Linked DNA regions of Mus musculus: region 2 is linked to region 1. The links are chromatin contacts, called in public HiChIP or PLAC-seq maps. All regions are on one chromosome and are shown on one strand. Each heading gives the region's core, a stretch centred on a gene start, on an enhancer-like site or on the middle of the called end of the contact. The rest is flanking DNA. Distances are from core to core; before and after follow the strand shown. Region 1 overlaps Gm32663 (a long non-coding RNA gene). Region 2 overlaps Mdm1 (transformed mouse 3T3 cell double minute 1).

Region 1 (4,316 bases), core at 579-3,078:
GTGTTTGAGACCCAGTAAACCAGGCCTGACAGATAGGACTTGGTTCACAGGAAAGTTAAAAAGCTGGGCCCTTAGATATGGCATAGGGGTTTGCAGAGCACTGTGGGATGTGATCTTTATGAAGTCGGGGGGTCTGGATGATCTGGGTGATGTAGACCGCCTATAAGTCATGCTCATAAGGGGGGGGCACCAAGATGGAAAAAGCAGACAAAGGGGCCTATCTGGGTCACTCAAAAGCGAATGGGACAAGATTTGTATGGGACCCAAGAATCCAGGTTGGAAAAAAAAAAAGGACATAAAATCAGTCAGTGCTTGTGAGACTCTGGAGAGCAACAGTTCACCAAAGCGGTGAAACAAAGAGCGAACGACGGAGAAAGATGCAGAGGACTAAGTTTGGCTCACAGGTGTGCAATGATCCCTAGAGGATGCTATGTTCATGATCTACCTGGGAGCAGAGACTGTTCATGCAGAAGAGGAAGGCCCTTTGGGCAGCCGGGTGTGGCCAATGAAAATTTAGCAGCTTAGCCAGCCTCAGAGCTGCTGGGATCGAAGCCCACGCCTCCTTAGTCCCAGGCCTGTCCTGCGTCTACCTGCCGAGAACTGAAACTGCAGGCACGCGCAGTGCGTTTAAAGCTTTCCGCACATACTTTCATCTCTCAAACCTTTCCTCGATGCCAAAATACAAAAAGCACGGGGTGTTTAGTGGAAAATTTTGTTGTGATTTTTGGCAGTCCTCTATCTGTTCAGTATCTTTTGGCAGCGACAGGAATATTTATTTTCCTTTGGGGGAATTGCTTGCCACTCTGTTCCATTCTAGCCGGGCGGGTAACAGAGAGGCCTCGCTCACCCCAGCCACACTGCAGGCCAAATTGAATACAGGACTCACCGAAATGGGTGCCACCCTGGAACTTGATCTCACTTGGCTACACAGAGACTAAAGAGAGCTCACTTATTCCAGTAATAAAGCCAGAGACTGTGACACTTCTGGTGACACAGGCCTTCTAGGGATCATGGTTGTTTTGGTTTGTTTGTTCGTTCTCAGGAACTTGTCACCTTCCAGAGACCCCCACTTTCAAACACCACCACACACTGGGCAGCCTTCGACTGGTAAGGTCTGGCATCAGAGACATTCTGCCTATTGTGCTAAGGGTAGGTAAATTGACCAACTTCATACAGTTTGTAGTTGGCAGAACTAGGAATTGAATCCACTGAAAATTTCAGTATGTCTGGTAGTTCCCCCCCCCTGCAACCCCCCCTGCAACCCCCCCCCCCCGCTGTAATATTTTTGTTGGGAATCTAAAGGTATTGAATAAAGCTAAACATGTTCTTTAGATAACAAATTATCTTTCGCTCAGATTTAGGGTATGTACATATCATATATGTAAATATCATATATATGATATTTATTTACATATGTTATATGTATTTATATGCATTTACATATAATATATATTTAGGATATTTTCAGTCAGTATCATAGGAAGTATATCTGATCCATTATAGAGTCCCAAAAGATTTATGGAGTTAGAGTGCTTGGTAACTATAGATATTAATCAATTCAGCTTTCTAGTCTTACTGACAAGAAAATGCAGTCCAACAGATGTCTATATTGCCAAGCCATACTGAAGTTCCTATGTGTGGATAATGAGGTTTAGATGCAAACCAATTTAGCTTAGTCACAAGACAGGTGGGACTGGTAAATTTACATAGCTCAATTAAGATCTTCCAGCCAAAGGGAGCCTCCAGGTTTTATATAACAATGTATCCATTTGCCTCTGGCTGGGACAGGGAGGGGGGCTGAGAGTCTCAGTACACCTCAGTCTTTTTTCTTTACAGCCCACAGAGAAGGTTTTTCAATCACTTCCTTTGTGAAGCACTGAGCATCACTCTCACTTCAACCTAATGACACTTTTACATGCAAATGCCGAACACTTTAGATGCCCGGTTTAAAAACTAATCTATTCTATTTAAAGGCAAATTGTTATTTGGAAATCAGAAGCCACCTTCCAAGCAAGCTGAAACATTGCAGGGTGATTGAAGTGGTTGTATTATATGACCCCGGGTATGTTTTCATAGTTAGAAATAATGCAAGCCCCAGGCTTCCAAAAAGAATACATTGTGTGAAAGATGGCTGAGTGACTGAATGTCTTCTTTAACTAGGAGGGGAATGGCTGGGGGCCTGGTGGGGGACTTTCTGAAACAGTGAGAGCTTGTTAGGTTCAGCTTGGGGATCTTCCACAGAGGAGCTCAATACAGCATATTTTTATTTATTTGTCTGTTTGTTTATTTATTTATGTGGACAGTGCTTCTCTGTGTAGCTCTGTCTTGGAACTTGCTCTAAAGACCAGAGGCTGTCCTGGAACTCACAGAGCTCTGCCTGCCTCTGTCTGCCCCTGCCTGCCTCTGACTGCCTCTGCCTGCCCCTGCCTGCCCCTGCTTGCCTCTGCCTGCCCCTGCCTGCCTCTGCCTGCCTCTGCCTCTGTCTGCCTCTGCGTGCCTCTGCCTGCCCCTGCCTCTGTCTGCCTCTGCCTCTGCCTGCCTCTGCGTGCCTCTGCCTTAAGCATGCTGGGATTAAAGGTGTGGACCACCCCACCTGCTAACACAGCAAATATTTATTGGATGTTTCTTGTATGTGACCTTTGAACTAAGATCTTGGAGAATGAAGCTGCCTTCGGCATTTGTAAGGAATAGTCCCAGGACTCCTTATGATCTTCCAAACCTATGCATGCTCAAAACTCTTATATAAACCGATGTTTCCGTATAGTGCCTGCACATTCTCATGTATAGTTTAAATCGTCCCCTAATTAAGTATAATAGGGAGCACACTGTAAATTGTTGTTATGCAGATAGTTTGGGGGAGTGATATAAAGGAAAAAATTATGCTGAACCTGGTCAGTATAATTTCTTTCAAATATTTCCATTCCACGGTTGTTTGTATCTTATAAGCATCCTAGGCCAAAATGTTTGAGCTGTGTGTTTTCCTCCATTTACCCTTATCAACACATTGGTGTCTGTCTTGGTTTAGCCCTGGATGCTGTAGACTTTCCCTATCAACTATGGTCTTGTGTGTGTGTGTGTGTGTGTGTGTGTGTGTGTGTGTGTGTGTGTATGTGTGTGTGTAGGGGGTTTGCCCAGGGTAGAGGAGTGGTATGGTGTCTAGGCTCCACTGCCTTACACTCTCCCTATGTGCACGCTAGGCAATGGCTGCTGTGTTACTTTTAGATTGGGGATTCACTGTGGGGATCTCTTTCAAAACTACAACTCCCATAGAGCTTTATTCATCAGCTCAGTCCTGAGGACAGGGACGCAGACAGCCCCCATGGGTGTTACTCCCTATGCCCGCCCACACATCTGGAAAACAGCCTCTTCATTTAACTTCCTTCTATTAAACTCTTTCAATGGGCTATATGCTTTCACTCAGGGCTCCTGACAAACTCAGCCTGAGTCTAATCAGGCTTGTCTTTTAACCGCACACTCAAACTAGAAAAACAGGTTAAATGATGCCTTGGGGTAAAAACCAAATGGTCCAGAATTGAGGATTTCTTTTTACTGGTGTGTTGTTTTCAAAGATTGTCATGATTAAAAATAAATAAATAAATAAATAAATAAATAAATAAATAAATAAATAAAATGTCAGAAAATTCTTCTAGATTAAAATAAGCTAAGAGGACCACATTGTCACTTGAGGGGGTGTACAGTCACCTTGGAAACACATGAAGGTGTTTTCAGGAAGTTTTAACAGAGTAAGGAAGACTTGCCCCAAATGTGGATGTCACTGTCCCATAGGCTGGGGTCCCAGACTGAGGGAAAGAAGGACCACTGGGTGTCAGCCCCCACCTCTCTGACTTCTGACTGAAGACCCAGTGTGACCAGTGGCCTCAGCCACCGCTGTGACCTCCTTCCCACAATGCACTCTACCCTCAAACTATGAGCCAAAGTAAACCCATCCTTCCTTAAGTTGATTTTGGCAAGGATTTTATTACATCTAGCAGAAAACTAAGCAATACAAATTTATATAAAGCTTGTGTAAAAAAAACCCAGATAAATATTATAGAAATTGAAATATATACATTTGCATGTACATATTAATATATTATATAATACATATATGTTATATATATATGTGCATATATAATATATACCAAACTATATATATATACTATATATCAAACTATATATATATACACACTATATATCTACTATATATATGTATATACAACACATATATACTATATATATACAACATATATAGTTATATACACACACATTTTATATATATACAACACACACACACACATATATATATATGTGGAATA
Region 2 (4,316 bases), core at 1,266-3,765, 120 kb after region 1:
CTTCAGCAGGTGCTCTGTCTGCTGTCTGTCTAGAATCTGGCCTGATGTACCTGTAGCCTGTATATTCTTATCATTTTTCATCTCTAAAAATATGTGTAATTGATGAAAATAGACACTTCTTCCTGTATATTCCTCATCCTGTCAGATTTTTTGATTGGGCAGGAGGCCTTTTGAAGTCTTGAGGTAAAGCATCGCAGTGACTGTTGTCCCGTCCTGAGAAGCACGGCTGTAATCTGGGAAGTGCCAGTCATTCCTGAATTTATTGACTTTGAATTCGGAAATAAATTTAAATTTAATGCTCTTTCCATTGCATGCTAAGTACATTAGAAAGTTTTTCTCTTTTAGTTAGTAAGTTTGTGGCTCTTTATTCAGAGAACTAGAAAGCGAGTTATGTTTTGAAATACAAACCTGGCCACTTTGAATCCACTACTGCTTGGTCTGGATGACAAATAACAGTTTTTATACCTATGTGGTGGGTTTGCTCACTCAGCATATGGAATTTCAGTACTGAAAAGGGTAGCATAGTGCCAGATATTTTCCCCCTACATTTAGGGAGATTTTAAAAAAATGATATAACAAACCATGTTAAAATATAGCGTTTTGAAAAGATTTATTTTTATTACTTTTGATAATGTGTGTGAGAGCATGTGCACATGTGTGCATGTGTGTGAGAGCATGTGCACATGTGTACATGTGTGTGAGAGCATGTGCACATGTATGCAGGTGCCCTGGGCCAGAGGCAGGGAATCCCTGGAGTTGGAGGTGCAAGTGGTTGTGAGCCACCCAACGTGGATGCGAGGAGTTGAACTCAGGTCCTCTGGGATAGCAGCATGTGCCCTTAGCCTCTGAGCCATCTCCCCAGCCCCAGCATTTTGCTTTTTAAATTGAAAACCTTTTTTTTGCTCCAAATAGTTGTACTTATGAAAGTAGGATGGCTTCCCTGATAATATGGCAATCAGAAGCTGTGCTTAATTAATGACATTATGGGATTCCAATGATGTAAAAAATTTCCCATTCCATTGGCATGTTGACCTCTGATAAACGTGGGAAACGGCCACGAAAGATGATGAGCTCCCAGGTTCCCTGTTTCCTCATAGACAGCATCAGTATTAAGTCTCGATGGCTGCATTCCCTGGCAGTGGCACTTTCCGCATAGTCCTGTTCTTACGATGATTTACATGGATGTAATCCTGGGATTCTCTCATTACAGATGCAGATAGACTGTCTGAGATCTCTGCTCGCTCTGCAGTTTCCAGCCTCCGGGCTTTCCAGACTCTAGCCCGAGCTCAGAAAAGAAAGGAGAATTTCTGGGGCAAGCCATAAACCTCTCATCTTATCTAGTGACAAGCTGGCTCATCTTTACTCACTCAGTGTGTTAAGGTTTTCAGAGGGTTTGGAGTTTCTTCTAACACTTCTGACTCAGATAATTTGAATTTTCAGTGGCTCATCTTAGCCAGAAAATTGCCATGCAGCTGTGTCTAAGTCTGACTCTTTGAGAGCACCTTTGCACTTGTCTGAGTACAAAGGTGCGGGGTTGTGTATTTCTTCACACACTCTTGACTTTTGTGTCAGGTCTCGGGGGTTGCTAGTAGAAGCCTGAAGGTCATCTACAGAATATTCTAAAGGGAGAAAATGAAGTCAACATTAAGATCTTCCAACTTAATTTCCCCTCAGATTGGTCTTAGGCATTTTAATAGCTGTAGGTGTCATGAAAAGAATCTCACTGTTTTATTAGCGCCTTCTGTATACACAGGTGCAGTGTTAAGATGATTGGACTTTGAAAAGCTGGCTGTACATATTTTTCTTATTTATGTAACAAAATTTGCTGAGAGAATATGTATATTTTTGATCTTTTTATGTATTTTATTTGTATAATAACTGGCATACATTTGAATAATGTCTAGATTTTGAAAAATGATTTGTGAAATGGAGAATTAAAATTTTGTAGACATTTAAAAATGAAAATTAAGTGTGCTTGGCTTCTTCAGGAAGTTATCATGTGGAATAAATATCTTCTAGAAGCATTCTATTAGAACTGCTTAATCAAAAATTATACTACTATTGCAGCTGCTAAATGCAGTGAAACTGAGTCTACAGTATTTTTTTTTTCACAAATACGAGGTTTTAAAAACAGATTCATTAAAAAATTTAAACACCAACTTGATGCTTCTGTTTTCCTTTTGCAGGAGATATTTAACTGTTGTTTACAAATCAGGATAAATTAAAGTTTCTAATAAGAATGGGTTTCATAAACATGTTAAACACAATCTCTGTAGTGGTTCCTGTAAATGGCTTGGGTTTTCTTCTTTTTGATCAAGAGAGGGTCTCTCCGTGTCTAAGACTGCCCTCAAGCTCACTCACGATCCAGTATGACCGTCTGTGTTAGCCTCCTGAGCCTCGGAATTACAGGCAGGTGCCATCCTGCCTGATGAAGGTCCCCCAGATGCTGTGTGTTGGAAGGTTGGAGCCATTTAATAGCTCCAACGATTCGGAATTCGGGGGATTCGGAGAAGGAGGAGACCAGAAGGGAGGCCGGCTCACTGGGGTCGTGCCTGTGAAGGGTATGTTTTGTTAGCAGGTGTTGACCTTTGCTGACCCATGCAGATCGATTTGCAAGACCGGGGAGTGGGGGTGGGGGTGGGGGCTCTGAAGACCTTAAAGGATGAGGCTGACTACAGTCTAAGGCTGAGACAACCTCAGGGTCAGTGTACTTCAGTACACAAGCGTAACAAGGAAAGCGATGCTCCAAGGAAGGTTGAGCTCAGAAAACCGTGTAAATCAACACTAGGAAGACACACTAAATAGTAACACAGCCGCCCTTTCTCAGGGCAGACCAATTGAAGCACAATTGCCTGGCACGATGGATTATATCTGGGAAAGCACGAGATCAAGGCAGAGGGCCATATCCAGACTCAGGACACCCTGAAGACAACACTCAACATGTCCCTTCGCCAGATGGTGCTCTGTAGCTGTGATCTGACATCCAACAAAAGGGAGCATATCTTATAAGTTGAATGGAGATGTTTAACACGGTAGCGTGAGATCATGTCCAAGGACAATCAGGGAACAAAATTCACCTGAGGTAAATAGCCTCTGGCTTTTTCCTGGAGTCTTAGTAACAAGAACAGGCCATGAAGTTTCCTGATATGCAGAAGGAGCTGTGGGCTTGAATTTGCTTTAAATCAATTTTTATCTGGGCATGCTTTAAGAAGCGGATACTGTTGCTATTCTGTGTTGATGAGTTTGGACAGATTTCCACATCTGAAACCAGTGCAGGTACCAAGGGATGGGTCTGTCTGTCTGGTGTTTCCTGGTCCTCAAGGCAGCAGTGACTCAGAGTTCAGAAACTGTTTCTCTGGATTTCACCTATAATTTTGAGATCCCTCGTGCTTTTGGTGTGGCTATTTCCTTTTAAATTTACCACTGGCAAAGCCATTTTGGATGGCTTGTAGTTTGAGACTATACCAAACATTTGCTGTTTGCATTTGAGTCCCTATGTGGAGCTTTCTGCTCTCTTTAGAAACACTCTCTCCCCACCGTGACAGTGTCTCTCTTTGTAGTCTTGGCTGGCCTGGAACCGGCCTCTGCTTTGTGTTAGATACGTGCCACCATCTCTGACTTGAGTATACCTTATTTATTTATTTATTTATTTATTTATTTATTTATTTATTTATTTTTGAGCATATGTGTTAGAGGTACAATATGACCAAATGGGTACAATAATAACCTGGAGACTTTGTGTTTTTGTTTAAATTAGCATCTCATGAGCCACACTCAGGAGTGAACATTTACATTTAAATCCCTGTAAGAGCTTTCCCCCAGATGCACACTCTCCTCTTCTCTGCAGCCCCACATCCACTCCAGGAGCTGACTTTCTCTCTGTCCTCCTGGTTGAGAACCCAGGACAAGTGCCTATGTGTGCATACACATAAAACATGGTTTACATGCTAATCTTTGGTCCACCTCTGGGTCCCTTTGGGAGTCTGAATTCCAAGAACATTTGAAGAGCAACTAAGAACATAATAAGTATGTTTGGTGTATTAGTAGGGAATAGCATGCAATTTGAGCAGAATCATGTTTGCTTTATAAATAAAACAAATTTAATAACTTGGTCCAAGATTCTGCTGTCCAGTGAGTTAAATCTAGGCCTTCTTACTTGAATTCCTCCCACAATACTTTCTCTGAAGTGTTTTGCTCACATTTAATATCTACTATGAATCATCTTTCTGGTTGATTCATTTGGGAGTTAGTTTTTCTCCTTGGCTTCTTGGAAGATAAAATACCTTTCTTTTCGAGTCAGGAAAACAAGAGAATGT

What was found. HiChIP or PLAC-seq counts read pairs in DNA pulled down with a chosen protein or histone mark.
Region 2: a contact with region 1 is called in an H3K27ac HiChIP or PLAC-seq map of embryonic stem cells, with 13 read pairs. The contact joins two enhancer-like sites.

Annotation. Positions count from the first base shown.
Region 1 is chr10:118,043,178-118,047,493 of GRCm38.p6, forward strand. The region is part of intron 1 of Gm32663 (a long non-coding RNA gene); the gene reads left to right. Among named protein-coding and RNA genes, the nearest start is that of Gm32663, 32 kb to the left of the region's middle. Within about 2 kb of position 1,829, at least 22 of the 459 cell types and tissues checked have an H3K27ac peak or open chromatin away from gene starts, as enhancers often do. A contact at or near this core is called in embryonic stem cells, where this site is marked.
Region 2 is chr10:118,166,841-118,171,156 of GRCm38.p6, forward strand. Mdm1 (transformed mouse 3T3 cell double minute 1) reads left to right here. Exons shown (of 14, transcript NM_148922.3): 14 at 1,211-2,159. The coding sequence ends at 1,323. Among named protein-coding and RNA genes, the nearest start is that of Gm40775, 20 kb to the right of the region's middle. Within about 2 kb of position 2,516, at least 9 of the 459 cell types and tissues checked have an H3K27ac peak or open chromatin away from gene starts, as enhancers often do. A contact at or near this core is called in embryonic stem cells, where this site is marked.